Regions from separate parts of the Bombyx mori genome. Here region 2 is linked to region 1. The links are chromatin contacts, called in public Hi-C maps. All regions are on one chromosome and are shown on one strand. Each heading gives the region's core, a stretch centred on a gene start, on an enhancer-like site or on the middle of the called end of the contact. The rest is flanking DNA. Distances are from core to core; before and after follow the strand shown.

What was found. Hi-C and Micro-C count contacts between places; a contact is called where the count stands out from the background.
Region 2: a contact with region 1 is called in a Hi-C map of whole pupa, with 2.8 times the contacts expected there. The contact joins two enhancer-like sites. A contact is called at or near these places in 3 of 7 Hi-C or Micro-C datasets (an unstated tissue and whole pupa).

What each region holds. Positions count from the first base shown.
Region 1 is chr11:11,269,106-11,276,948 of ASM3026992v2, reverse strand. No RefSeq gene overlaps it. Among protein-coding and RNA genes, the nearest start is that of LOC119629108, 5.2 kb to the right of the region's middle. Within about 2 kb of position 3,253, at least 7 of the 8 cell types and tissues checked have open chromatin away from gene starts, as enhancers often do.
Region 2 is chr11:11,396,154-11,403,996 of ASM3026992v2, reverse strand. It overlaps LOC101744766 (zinc transporter ZIP11), which reads left to right. Exons shown (of 7, transcript XM_004931471.5): 4 at 2,494-2,687. Among protein-coding and RNA genes, the nearest start is that of LOC101744766, 13 kb to the left of the region's middle. Within about 2 kb of position 3,621, at least 8 of the 8 cell types and tissues checked have open chromatin away from gene starts, as enhancers often do.

The DNA of each region.
Region 1 (7,843 bases), core at 2,004-4,503:
CAATGTACACTAACGTTTAGGAATAAAATCGGCTATGTTAGCCACACACGAGCTCACCGTGACAATTAGAAACGGATTTCGAAGTGATCGCCGTGTCGGCTAAGGAGAGTAGTAGTAAGGAGTATCCACAAGTATGTTTTCTCAGTGTTGGAAATTCGACCAAAATACCACACCTCAAAATCTAAACTCATTTCATGTTATTTTTGTTTTGTTATTGAAATATTAAAGAAATGCACTGACTGTCTTCAAAACAACTTTATCGATAACACTAAAGCTTGTCAATAGAACTTAAACTAGATTTAAAAAAAGAACAAAACTGGGTGTCAAACATCAGAGAAAATGGTGTTTAACCATTTATTCTATTTTTTAAAAAGAAAAGTGGCTGTATACAAATTAATTTTATTGTTAATACTTAAGAGTCATTACATCATACATTACAATAGAAATAATATAGGAGTATGAGTGGAGAAACTTGTGCTTAATTGCTTTGTCGTTGCCTATTCTTTAAAATGACTTGAAGATCAGTATTTGAAGGAAATAACATTAAGTACGTACTTTTCTAAATATTAGAAGTTTGTGTCGTGAAGGATTAAATTTAAAAAACAGCTCAAATACGCATTAAGCAGTTAATCCCTTCACAGCATTGTGACAGTCATCCGTGACTCAGAGTACTCGTGGGGGAGTCTATATGTTTTTTATTTTTTGCTTAGATGGATGGGCGAGCTCACAGCCCACCTGGTGTTAAGTGGTTACTGGAGCCCATAGACATCTACAACGTAAATGTGCCACCACCTTGAGATATAAGTTCTAAGGTCTCAGTATAGTTACAACGGCTGCCCCACCCTTCAAACCGAAACGCATTACTGCTTCACGGCAGAAATAGGCGGGGTAGTGGTACCTACCCGTGCGGACACACAAGAGGTCCTACCACCAGTAATACCTAGTATTAATACTAGTACTAGGTACAATTTGCTAGTACTAGTACTAGTATTAGTACTAGTACTAGCAAATTGGGTTAGATTGGAAGAAACGTTACGTTTACAGAATTAACAACAATCAGAATAAACGAAAACAAAAATATAATGTGTATTTATAAAAAAGAAACATTCTAAATAAAATATGGTGCTTAAGACGTTTCCTATTTCGCGAGAAATTTTTCATTATTTTAGACGGAGACTAAATAATGAACGATATAAGGAATTTTGTTGCAATGCGTGCAAGAGATAAGATAACGCTATCCCATTCGATAGAGATGTTTACGTTGGACGGTTGATACCGATTCGTCTCGTAACCGCTAATTTTTTTTTTGTGTCCAAAATAATTGCCTTTTTTTGCATGTTGCATGTTTTGAAAATTTATGAATACCGATTCACCAATTGATATACTTTATCAGAATCACATACGTTCGAAACGGATTCAATGATTCTCCAGATTCATACATATGTGTTTGCGTTGTAGCGATTTCGGCGGTCTATCCTTATTCCCGATTTTACGAAAACGTTACATACGGATTGATAGAGATAACGATCGTAGTAAGCGGGACCCTAAATGTAATTAGTGAAGCGGATGGGGAATTCTCGCGCGGCCTTTTAACAAGCAGGCCGGCTGCACGGGCGCACCTGTCCGGCTGCGCACGCGCCAGCATCAGACCGCCCCCACGCGCGCAAGCTGCTCTCTTACATCTTCACTCTATTGTCATGTCCCCTAACCACCAGCTTGTGTTACCCATTCAAATCAAGGTTCGCCCGAACTTAATTCATATTCAAGCCACCACTTCTACGCTATTACGAACATCAAAGCTATCTCATAAAAAGACGCATCAAACATCAGAAGATCAATAGTGGCCTCGTATAACCAAGTAGTTACTCAGTGTGTGATGAAATGCTTATCAATGATCAAAGAAGTGCAGGGTCTCGGTAGCATCCGCATTCCATAGGAACATGTTCGGGCCAACGTTTCAAAGTTCGTCGTGAGCAATTTGCGACAGTGCACCACGCTCGTTAACATTCCATAAACCTCGCACTCCCACAATTGGCTCCAGCGCCGTCGACCGCTGATTGCCCTCGTTCACTATGTTCAATCAACAAATTAATGATTAGATAAAATAGTTTTTGACTCATCGAATCAAATCACAATTTAATTATTTGTTGTAGGTACCTCCTATACGTGCGGAAATTCTTCGAATGATTGTCATCCTTTTTCCGTGAAATTAATTAGCATTTCCACGGTCAAGGAATGCGGATTTAGATTTGAACTTGGATGAGTAGCCTCGCTGGAACACGTGTGCGCTTTGATACCTTAGTCTCTGTGACTAAAGTCTAGTACCTACGTAAGGCCCTAGTACGATCTAATTTATCTCATTCCATCCATTTCATTTTTCCCACAGCTTTATACTCAAGGTTTTTAGAATAATCTATCAAAACGTAACCTAGCTAACGTAAATAAGTAATATTTTCTATATACAATTACACCTGAAAGGGGTCACGTCAGTTTTCTAATAAAACCTTACTATCCAAAGCTCCGTTATACCATTCTTGTTCCTAATGCATACCTTGGTAAGTGAATAGTTTTGAAAGGTAAATAGTTATGAAGGCACCTGTTAGCATGAGTAGTGGCATGCGTTTGTCGCAACAGGCGCACGCGCAGGCATGCGTACGTGTCCTCTCCCCTCCCCCGCACCCCCCGGCCCTCCGACATATCCAGGCGCCGGCCCCTCACCATTCATCGGAATGCAGTGCCCGTACCTACTTAACTACAAATACTCAATTCTCATGTTACTCCTATTACTGTTTACATCTCGCATATTATGCAACTAATATCCATATGTTAAGTTTTCCTATGATATTGACCGAAACATAACAAGGAGAGAATATTTAAGATAAGCTAGATCGTTATGTACCTACGTTGTCACTTGTTAGGCGGACCACACAAATAAGTAAGTTTCGTCAACTTAACCGAATACCTTTCGGCGTTCTCGATAACACCTGTATCCACAAATAAAAACACATCAAATGATTTACAATCATTTAAACCCCGGGTTCGAAAGCATTTACAACTCCATATAAGGTTGAAGAATTTGACGAGAATTGATCTCGAGAATATCGAACATTTGACAGCTACAGTAGCTTTGCTTATAGAGTTCAAAATCGAGCCGATTCATAGAAACACGGCAACATCGTGGTGAGCACGATCCATTGCCGCTCGCGGAGAAAACATTAGAAAGAGGCTTGCAATCGAAACGGAATTGTACGTCGGTCTCGGCGGCAGACGATGGACGGGATCGTTCGGGTGGAGGCGCGCAGGGCTTGAGGCACGCTAGGAATGCACGGCCCTCGGCGCCGGTTTACAAATAGAAGGGCCGCCAGCGCGGACTGCACGTGTGATACATTGCTACGATTAATCTGTTAGCGCTGGTCGCTGCGCCTGCGCCGGAGACGCGATCATATCTCACAACGTTTACCTGAACCGTGACAATATCCTTCCGATAGCACGTACAATGTTTGTGTTTACTATCCAGTGAAACTGTGTCTACCGGTACATACGAATCGGTTTACTGTGAACGAACTACGCGAACTCGAGAGATGTAGCTCGAAGCTGGTGAGTACGAGTGGAATAGGGAATGTTTTAAGAGTGTTTTTGTAGTAAGGGACGTGAATGGCACAGCTAGGAGGGTCGTCTGTCGGGCATAAGAAAGGAATCGTTGCTCCTGCGTTCGCTGACCCCGGCCGGACGTCACGCCTGAGAGAAGCGAATACAGCACGACTCCTGCTCTATCTACCCTCATTATGCTACCAACAAGTGGCAGTTACATACTTACCTGTGGCTTTCTTAAACAAATACGTTTCAGCAATTTACTATTCACACTCATTAATTCTTATTAGTTAATATTAATAAATTGCATTAATTTTACATTGACCTTTTAAGCCCTAAAAAGTTAACGGTACTGTTAATCTATTTTTAAATCATATCGAAGATTGGTAATTAAATATTTTGATAAAAAAAACATTCATGGCTATTTCATGCTTGGGTTAAAATTAAAGTTTTTTTTTTTTTTGTTATTTGCTAATTTTGTTAGTTGGCTTAATATAATATTACTACTTCGCAATACGCAGCTAAACTTATTGTTAATTCATTTTGTTCTTTAACAAAACAATACCTAATTTGAATGATCATGTTCATAAACTGAAATTTTAGAAGGCTAATTAATAGCGTTTTCTTTGTTTTTCTAAACAAAAAATATATATTTTACGTACTAAACTTAAAACTTTACCGTTACCTGCAGAGTTAATAATAATTCGTTCATAAAGTAACTATTTTTATTATTTTAGTACTTAATTTATATTATATATATATAACTTATATTAATATATGGGAGAACATGGATATAAAATTAAATTTTAATAATTTCACGAATTAAATTCTAATATAAATTGTTTTAAATTCAATATACATCATTCGTTTTTATTAGTCCACAAAATATAGTTTTTGAAACTAAACGATAGCTAAATAATTAATTGGACCAATTTTTGTAATAATATTCTTCCTTTACAACACATATTTTTATAATACTGTAAAAAACTGTAGGTATTAATCAATCAAACTTTAATTCCCCTCGCCTTTTTTGGTTATCGATTTAATTTTTAACCATTTCGGGAAATTTGTTATCTTTTTTACATTACAGTTTTACAAAATTCAACATTAATTTCGATTTTTGGTAAATCTTTGCAATTAACTAAACTTAGACAGCGTTCGCATAAGTAGAAAGTACAATTGCTCCCCATTACTTAATATATAAAGTATATATAATTTTTTTTCACAAAATTTAAAATATAACCAGTAGGTACTATTAGACATTCTAAATTTACCTACCGTTTAACTATCGTATAAACGGATCGGCGATTTCAAAAAACATTGCCGGTAGTCACTACTCTTACCGACTATTTCTAGCTACTCAATAGCTATGACGGCTATTACTATTTTGCCGTTTAGTTAGATTGTGAAATTGTAGTTGGGAGGTCCTATTTTATATTAAATACAAGATGCGATGAAAGTCTTATTTGCAGTTTACGTGCATTACATAATTCTTATAAACAAATTATTATTATTATCACTTGAGTAACTATCTAAATAATTAACTATATTTTTTAAGTAAATTTGAATTTTTAACAAACATCTATTCTTTAATGGCTATTAAAGAAGCCCAAAAAGCTAAGTAAATATAAGTAGGAACTAAATAATTTTAGCGTAGTCACGAATGGTCCGTTGCTTAGCTAGTTTCTTTATAGACGAAATCTTTTTTGTGCCTTTTTGTACTTTTTTTTTTCTCTTTTGTAGTAGTTAGTGGTGTCAACGGACGCCACCCGCCTTTAAGCATGATATCAAAATCTCAATTTTGTTGTATAACGACTATCATCAGCATTATCGCTGCGTGGTGGCAATACACAGGATTGTCATACCTACTCTTGCGGGCTAATAGCCTACCATCACACACTATTACTACTATCGCAGTAATTTTACTAGACGTCTCAGGATCACATTATTAACACTAAGTTAGAACTTTTTAAGCCACATTAACATGGTTTAATCATTTAAAATTGTGAAAACATTTTTTCTTTTAGGTTATAAGTTTATAAGCTAACTTTGGCTCTTAATTCTAGATTTGATTGAAAGGTATACCTAAAGAAAATCTTTTCACCAATTTATCGTATATGTTTTAAAATAAATATCAGCCTATTATTATGTAATAATTTGCTTTGGTTTGTTTGTTATGAGTTAATTGTTTCTTTATTACAAAGTTTTTGAAAAACGTGTCTATTTTTTTTAAAGCAACGAATAACTATTCGAAACGCGAACTTGGTGTTGCCAAACAATAAAACTAAAATGCAAATTATTATCTGTAGATAAATTATGTGTTAGTATTAGATTAATAGATTGTTTTAACTGTGAAAAGTAACATCAGCAAGCAATTCTCAGATTATGCTCAATGTAGATTTTTGTCCAAAACGTTGAAAACGGACAATATTCTTAACATATATTTTATGAGAAAGAAATACACTTTATCTAGGATACCAAGATTAGATAGAGACAGCCCTACGTGGTTGATAACGTCGGATTCCGACGCGATTTACACGCCCTAAATAAAACATTTGCCGTATCATTTTGTCTCACGAATGTTTGACACTGTTTTCGTAAACCGACTTCTAAAAGATATACCTCTTTATGAATTTTATACTACGCAGTTAACACGGACAATAATTTATCTAGAATCATATCTATTTTTCAATATTTTTTGTAGCTTTAAAGTTTGATACGCAAAAGCATTTCATGAAGTACCAATTTTCGTTGGTATTTCACCCCATGGACTTTATTTAAATTCAATTAATAATTTAAACACATTCCTCAAGTTATATTATCCCGAAAAGTTTGTCTTAAAAGAAAAACTGACATACGAACTATGGTGTATTAAATGTAGGAATACTTTCTAGCTTTAATGTACTAGGATGAGATAGAACGGATGGATGAAAGGAGCAAGATAAAAAAAATAGCTATAAATAGTATACATGTAATGAATGAAATAAATATAATTGAAACAATATTATTGAAATAATGTACTTTTTACATCTTTTAAACTATATAGACATTTTCACTATTATTCTAATAAAAGGAAGTAAGATTCTAGGAAATGGAAGAAGTTCCTTCACTTTTTTAAAATGTTATTAAATAAACCATACCCTTGTGTTAGGGTTCAAATAATTGTGTTTCAAAACAATTTTCTTTACCATTTTATTTGAAAATTCCAATCTTTTTATTTAAACGTAAAATAAGAATTTCACCTGCCTATTCACGTCTACTGATTTTTTTTAAACTTTTTATATCAATTTATTATTTAAGTAATTTTTAATATAACAATCATATGAATGTGATTAAAAATAAATAAATTAGTCGTATTACATTTAAAAATCGGATGTTAATTACATAGCCAAAATGAAATTCCGGCATTTTTTTATATTTCTAATGTACCCTACAAATTTAAACAATGTGATTTTACTAAACAATACCCTCTATTTCGATTTAATAGGCGTGCTTTATAATATGAGTAATAAAATAATAGGCATAGCCGTGTGTTTGCAACTCATACGAGGTGTGCAGTCGGAGGCCGCAAGCCAACTGACCGACGCGTACACTCTCCGCTGCGTATGGCAACACTAATACCAACTTCCGGGACTACTTTTACGCATCTACCCTCTCTACAACTCAGCGCCTATTAGAAATTATATAAAAATATTACAATTTACTCAAATTAATATATTTTCAGGCCATTTCCCCACACCCCTGTTGAGCGACATGCGTTGATGGCGAAAAAAAATAATTTAATTACTTTACAATGCAATCAATTGAATTTAATTGATTTAATTAATTTCTTAATTTCATAATATATTATTCGAACGATAAAAATTGTTATTTATTGTATTATTTACGTATTTGTAACATTTAAATGAGTCGACCACCCAGACCATGTGGTGCAATGCGCGAAAAGTGCATAAAACTGTGAATTTATGAAAAATATTACAATTTTTAAATTATTTTCTATTTAATCGTGATTTAATATAAAATTAAGGATTAATAAAAATTAAAAAAATTACATTTTATAATTATAAACGCTTTGATCTTCTTTGTTTGCAATCTTCATTTTGGCTCTTCAGCAGAATATGTTTGTTCATTGAGCCTGATTCGAATAAGTATTGTAATAAATTTTAATTTAATATAATAATGATGTAAAATTTATAAATTATTAAATAAATATATTTATATGTATTTTGTAAATTTCTACCACTTGTACATG
Region 2 (7,843 bases), core at 2,372-4,871, 130 kb before region 1:
GAGAAAATCTTCCACTGAGCGAGTGATATTGCTCGGTAGACCGACGGTCTGAATTTGTTGTTCGGCAGATATGCAGACTTATCTTGAAAATGTCATAAGCGAGATTCAGAAATTTGTCATATATCTTGTGTTGTATGATGGCTACCGCCACAAGTTCTTAAATAGCTAAGTTTGAATTCTAATAGTGAGGGTAGTTGTAAAATAACAAAAAAGTTTTAAGGAAAAGTTATGTAAACGAGCCGCCCGGTGTAATCTTATCGAGCGAACGAAGCCACCATGCCGGTGTTCAAATCTCGCAGCAAGGCACCAATTATTCTAAGGAAATACGTCCTTGACACGTGCTCACGACCGACTTCACGCTGAATTTTAATGTATAGTTAAAATGTATGTAATAACTGGTGGTGGGTTGTAAGACTGCTTGGATGGGTATGCGATATGGCATGAAGAGTGACACCCTTAATACTATTGGGATTTAGACCTTATGTCTTATGTTGCACGGCAGAATTTTGGATGTGATGTCTATGCCCTACTATACACTTAATAACAAGTACAACCTGAGCTCGTTCATCCATGTTAGAAATAGTATGTTTGTATAAAAAAAAAAATTACTGTGAAGATGTTAAATTACCGATTCGCTAAAGAATGTGAAAATATTAATATTTTTCATGACGTCATTTACTGCTTTTACCAGTTCTTATCGTTTTATTCTATATCATCATCACGTAACTTAGACGACAACCAACAAAACATTTTGTCAAATGCTTTGTTAACCCGCATCTCTAGAAACGCCCGTAATCCAAAGCGTACCGACATACCAGGTCGTTAACCTCGTTTAGCGATTTATTCGCATTCGATTCATGGTAGGTACATTACTAACAGTGTGCTTACTTAGCTTAACGCTCTCGATAGCGTAAAAGTTAACTTAAATTTGTATGGAGTTGGAACAGCGCCCCTAGCGGCAAACGTAGGTAAACTTTCCAACTCCATACAAATTTGAGTTAACTTTTACGCTATCGGGAGCGTTAAAAAACTTGCACTGAGCCCACTGATCAGTTTAGAAAAAAATACCGATTTGAAATCGCAACGAAATATGTGATTGAAATCTCGAGCAAAAATTTGATGACATACAAAATAAATACTCAATTGTGAAATAGAAATTATGCGACTTTGCACCCGATCTGGGTCAGCGCTTTGTATGGCACGTCGTCGATGTAAAAACATTTGCTTATCGGAAAAATTAAATGAACATAATTATAATAAAGAACTTCATGTTTACATAATAACATTCTCGGCTCGTCGCTTCGTGTTATTACTAATAAAATTAAAACAACAACTATCCTACTGTTCAAATCGGAACGTCTTGTCCGTCTTGTGATTGACAACGTTAATGTTAATTGGCTGAAACGATAAGTATTTATCTACAGTACAGGCATAAAGTCGTATATCGATGATTTCAACTTCTTTCGAATTGTGATTTATGCTAATGTATTAATATAATGAGTGTCCCAAAAGGTATCGATAACCTAGCGTCGAGGGAAAGGTTTTTTTATGAGGAGCCATAAAAAAACAGCACTCTACACACAGTAGAACTCGAGTAGTAGCCATTTTATTGAGAAATTTAAAAAATATACTAAATCGGGAGTAAAATTGTTCGACATTGTTATTAGAGTTTTGAATTGTTTGTAAGCTTTAATGCTGTTTTGGCTATGGAATTAGACAAACTAGTTTGTTGTCAGATCAATGAAAAAGAAAACAAATTTATTTTTAGAAAAAATACGTACATATGATCGTTAAATTAACTCTAAACTTACTATCACTAAACTTTGATTACTACTAAAAAAATATATACACTAAGCCAAGTTTCCTCAGAAGAAGATCGGTATTATCGAAATTCTAAAATAATTATTTAATTTGTGTTCTGGGATACCCTGTATATGTGTTCGTTTTAAAAGTTGTCGTGAAAATACAGAAAAACGAATAAAATATGATATATTTTAATCTTTTTGGTATTTGAAAACCAATATTTAATGTAAATGTTAAGACGTAAAAGAAACCTTAAAAGAAGACAAAAACGTCAAAAAAGCTTGTCTTCAGGCAGGCGATTGGTCCTAAAACTCATACCAAATCCCTATACAGTATGATCAGAGGACATGCTACACCGACCCCACATAACTGGCACACTGTCATAAGAGCAAGAACAAGTTCAAATTAATTTAAATATAATAATTTTATTTTGTAACTTTTCTGTTCTGTAATTTTGTTGTTTGTTTCTGTTCTGTAATTTTAATTCTGTAATTTTACAACATAGAACAGTTTGTGCCGTTAAGGTAAAGGAAAAAAAAACCACGCACGATTTTGAAAAATAAATATGTCCTTCTCACAGCAATAACAAATAATCAAGTTTCGTTTGATTTTCCGTGACAATTTAAATAAAAAAAAAATCGTCGTTGCGTTCGAAAACGACATAATTTGCAAAGTTAATGTACATTGCAGAAAATTGGCGAGAACGGAGAAGGTGATCACCGCGACAGCATATCTAAGTCGTTGGAAGCGCGCCAGTCACAGTGGAAGCGTATCATGCTGCTTGTAGTCGCAATAACAGTCCACAATATACCTGAGGGGTTGGCTGTTGGCGTCTCGTTTGGTGCCACAGCCCCCAACGACAAAGCCATGTTCCAGTCATCAAGGTAAGTCGCGGTAATTAAGTAATACGGTATGGATTTCGTTTTTAATTTTTATCAAATCTGAGTGTGTTTTTTAATTTAATTTCCTTGTGATTTGTAAATCATGATTTATTCATCAAATCAAATTTATGATAATTCAATATCAATATCAAATTTTTGAAATAAATTGAAAAAGAGCGCTTAAATGATTAACAAAGTATTGGTAATGTCATCTACTGAAAGTTATGGGAAATTCTGGTGTATGCTGTGCACCGCCATCTATCAGGTTTTGTTTGAACTAAGTTCAATTTAATGTGGTGGTATTATGTCGTTGAAGTACAGCGCCATCTAGTTTTGTCAGCCTTAACCAATTGAAAATATTAAATAAAAAATATTCAAATGCTACATATAGGGGACACTACTCGTCTAAGTCTAAATTCTATTACAATTAATTTTAATACCACATGAATCCATGTAACGCATTCGGATATTTATAACTGTTTAAAATCATACGTCGCATTCTATTTAAATCACAAAAAGAAAATTTGAACAAAAATTTTCCATTTTAGTTTTAAATTTCTATATAAGTATGCAAAATCGACTGCAACGTATCATAAGTTGACCGCCATTTTGTTACGTCAGAAGAAGGAACGCGAGACGCCGTTGATGGAACGAAAACGGCTGTTCAACAGGCATTTCATTGATAAGTTGCGGGCGTGAGCGGGATGCAGCTACCATTTGCACTATGGACTTTGAACTCGGTCTTAGTTCCCTACCTATACATGACTATATTTAATCCTCACTAAACAAACTTACGTTTATATGAAACATTTGTATAGTCGTGTTTATTATTATCTGTATTTTTTGTTGTTTCAAATGACTTTAAAAGATAGATGTCGGACATGAGAATTGTTTCGCTTGTGTCGTCGAACGTTTGGCATGTGCCATCACGCGCTAACTTGGCTAGCGGCATCGTACCTAATCGCGACCGTTCTATTTTGCCAATCGGTTGCGAAATGTTTCAATGTATAATTATCGTTGTTTTATTTCTGGAACCCGCTCGAAATATAATGAAATACGTATATTGTGTTCTATAAACAGTTATTATTCGATATTGTTTTTGTCAAATGTCATGTTACAGTAAATGTAGGGGGGGAACCTTAGCCATATGGTGTCTGTTTTATGGTCTAGATTTCTATCGTTAAATTATCTGTATCCTGTCTCAAAACCCCCTTTTCGTATTGGCTTGATATGAATAGTGTGATAATAACTTTAAAAAAATACAATTCAAACTTTTGATTTGATATCTATCTATAGACTCGGTTAAATAATTGAAGACTTAAAATTTTATTTCGAATTGTTTATACTGATTATTTTTGAAAGATTTTAAATCTGAATACTTTAAATCCAAACTCATTTTTGGGTCCCCGCCTTTTGGGCGTTAATTAGGGTTGGCAACTAATAGAAAAGAAAGAATCGCCAAGACATTAGCGAGTAGTTGTGTCGAGTGGAGTGTGGAGCCAAATCGCGTGGCGGCGGGGGCATCGACCGGCGCGTCCGCGCAGACGCTGTCGTCACCGGTGCGGCGCTGCCGAACCCGGTGAAGCTATTTCACTGAAAAATCCGCCGTCGCGGGCCGTATCATTGAAGGCAACCTTGACGCTATGTCGCGTCGCGTCGTCTTAACCGATGCGTGGGTGCAACATATTCATAACCGTTATATATTGGCACCTTGTGCCATTAACCATTTTGGAAAATTAAAATTCTTAATGTCATAATGTATTCTGCGAAAATACTTTTCGAGAATGTTTAATTAGAAAGTTCTCATTTCGATACCGTGAACTAGGAGTATAATAGTCTTAATTTATTGACAGTATTTAAATCTTGCAATACCCAGCAATACTATTGTGCGCATTATAAACAATATATATTTTCCTCAGTGGCCTAACTAACTTTACTGGTGGTAGGACCTCTTGTGAGTCCGCGCGGGTAGGTACCACCAAACTGCCTATTTCTGCCGTGAAGCAGTAATGCGTTTCGGTTTGAAGGGTGGGGCAGCCGTTGTAACTATATTTGAGACCTTAGAACTTATATCTCAAGGTGGGTAGCGCATTTACGTTGTAGATGTCTATGGGCTCCAGTAACCACTTAATATTAGGTGGGCTGTGAGCTCGTCCACCCAACTGAGCAATAAAAAATTTAAAAAATAACTGCAATCAACTGCTTGTTAGTCCGCGGGTTCCGTTGTACCAAAGATACCAAAAATAACAATTAAAATACGAAGCCAAAAACAAACGTGTCACTGAAACTGTATTTACCTATATATAAAAAAATATCTCTCAAAAACTGTACAACATACGACAAGAGCCTTCAAACGCTTATGTAACCAAAAAAAGGAACGATTTTCGCCATTGATTACTACTAAGCACCCAGGCACAAACTTTGAAAACTGAAAAACTAAATCATCGAAACAATCCAAAAAGAATTATCCTTGAAAAGTAACGAATTTCATTATTTCATTTTAAATTCGTGTCTGGGATTATCAAGTGCAGTTGTTTCACAGATAGATGAAAGTACTCGCATAAGTATCAAAACTAAAACAAAAACATCCTTCGAAACGCATGGTCACACTAGTAGTTACTTACTTACTAATCCTCGTGTTATAATGGTCCGAGAATCCGTCCTTGTTCGACCAGTCGCGCCTTGTCTTGCCCTTACAGAATTCATTTCCACTTGTACCAACAGATTTTTGTTTAATTTTTTTATATATTTTTTATTGCTTAGATTTGTGGACGAGCTCGCGGCCCACCTGGTGTTAAGTGGTTACCGGGGCTCATAGACATCTACAACGTAAATGCCGCCACCCACCTTGACGTATAAGTTCTAAGGTCTCAGTATAGTTACAACGGCTGCCCCACCCTTCAGACCGAAACGCATTACTGCTTCACGGTAGAAATAGGCAGGGTGGTGGTACTCATCCGGCGTTCCTACCACCAGTAAAGAGTTAATTATTTTCATAGCGATTAATTGGTGCTAATTCGTGGTTAGTAAAGTAATATCGGAGTTTGTCGCAGCCATTAATTACATCGCACTAGTGTCATTACGGTGCGAAATACTTACATTTTTGTAGACAACTATTAATATGCCCTAAACGAAGCCCCTAAAATGATCTCAGAAACACTGTTTGAACTTATTGAGCTTGCAGCACTTTGAATGGAAACTTTACAAAAAAAAAAGAAGTCAAATTATACGTTATCTGGCATTCCAAATTTTGTAAATAATTCTCACAGTTTCGCAGGCCTTCATTACGATGGCAGGCGATAAGGTGGGTTTAACATCGTAGTTGGTCGCTGTCTGGTTTGAGCGATCACGTAGGTACCTATATGTAGGCATCGTATGGAGATGGCGTTGTGTGTCCTTACCTGGAGGAGAGGTTCGGCGCGGGGGCGGTGGCGCGCGGGCTGCGGATGGCGCCCGCGCATAATGGGAGTCGGCAACCGCTTTGTGTCCGCCGCTGTTATTATGCAGATTAACACCGGCGGGAATTTGTTCAAATATCGTAACAAGCTCTCCTCCCGGCGCCGGCGCCGCTCGCGTTACTGTAATTTACGATTCGAGTCTCGGGAATGTGTCGGGCGCCCTTCTGTCAGAAAACACCAACTCACAAACACGTTTTGAATCGTACTTTCTCCAGCAGCAGGGATGTTTCCTACATTTAATATTGAACGTTACTTCATATAAATATCGTTTTAAAAATGTGGAAACAGCGTTGAAATTAATATTTTTTTAAACTGGATCTAAGGAGGGAATGTGGAATTGTGAGACCAGCACTTTAATGATTATGTCGTCATGCCACGAAACTTACATCTCTTTTATTACTTAGTAATAAAGTTAACCCTGTCGTTCATCGGAATTGACTCTATTTTCTTTCTTAGAGTTAGAAGACAATGATTTTTATATTGAATAAACAACGTTTATGGGAAAAAGTGATTTATTAATGAACTATTTATTACACAAGGAAAAATAGAAATCCACATTTTTTTGTAAAGAATGAGTATGTATGATGTATGTATGATATTATTAACTTACTTTTTGCTTTTTGCAATTTAAATTTTAAATAAAAATGCATGGAAATAGCTTTTTTGATAATTAGGCTGTGCGATTCATGAACTCGCAAGAACTAATGTATTAAAAAAAAAAAAAAACTCTATACCAAGTATTTATTAATTATTGTAACTATTATTGTAAATGTTTAAATTCGCACAGTTTCCTATAAAAATATAATCGTAAACTGTGCGATTTTACAACCTCTAAACATGCTTTAAATATAAAAGAATCGTAATGATATGTACGTACGGTGGTGGCGGTATGCGAAGTTGAGGGGGAACTGCAGAAAGAGGGGGAGGCTGTAGAGTTCCGTCCGGCCGCATTCCTCGGGAGCCTCCGACCTACGGCTCCGCGCACTCGGAGCCTTCTATAGCTTTCCCCTATAGGTACCATGCAATGTTCTATTTAAACGATCGACCATCAAATACTCACTGAACAATTTCTAAATCGATTCTATAGATGTCTCATTAATCTTGCTAAATACTAACCAGACTATAAATAGGTTTTTGAGTTCAATAATTTAGTTTTTATTAGATGACCCGGCAGACTTCGTAGTGCCTCAATCGATAAATAAAAGACCTAAACTTTTGTATAAAATAAATTTAAAACAAACAAAGGAATCGGTCAAAAAGGAACACATCGAAGAAAAACAAAATTGTTATTTTTATTTAATTCTGAGCATTTTCATATTTATTTACCTTTTAAACCTCTGGACTTCGACAAATAATTCAAGACCAAAATTAGCCAAATCGGTCCAGCCGTTCTCGAGTTTTAGCGAGACTAACGAACAGCAATTCATTTTTATATATATATATAACTAGTCAGGTCATAAGTATTGTCACACAGTAAAAACTTTTCTTTTAGAATGCTGGCCACAAAAAAGTTTATTGAATTCGAATTTCGAATTGTTCATGTAAAATAAAAATGTATACTTTTAGAAATTTACTCATTTTTAAATATGGAGTGGACGCTTAAAGAAGACCGTGTTGCAGTTATTGCGTTGCATCGTTGCGGTTGCGCGCCAATTAAAATTTTTAACATACAGAACAATTTGAATATAACCAAAATATTCG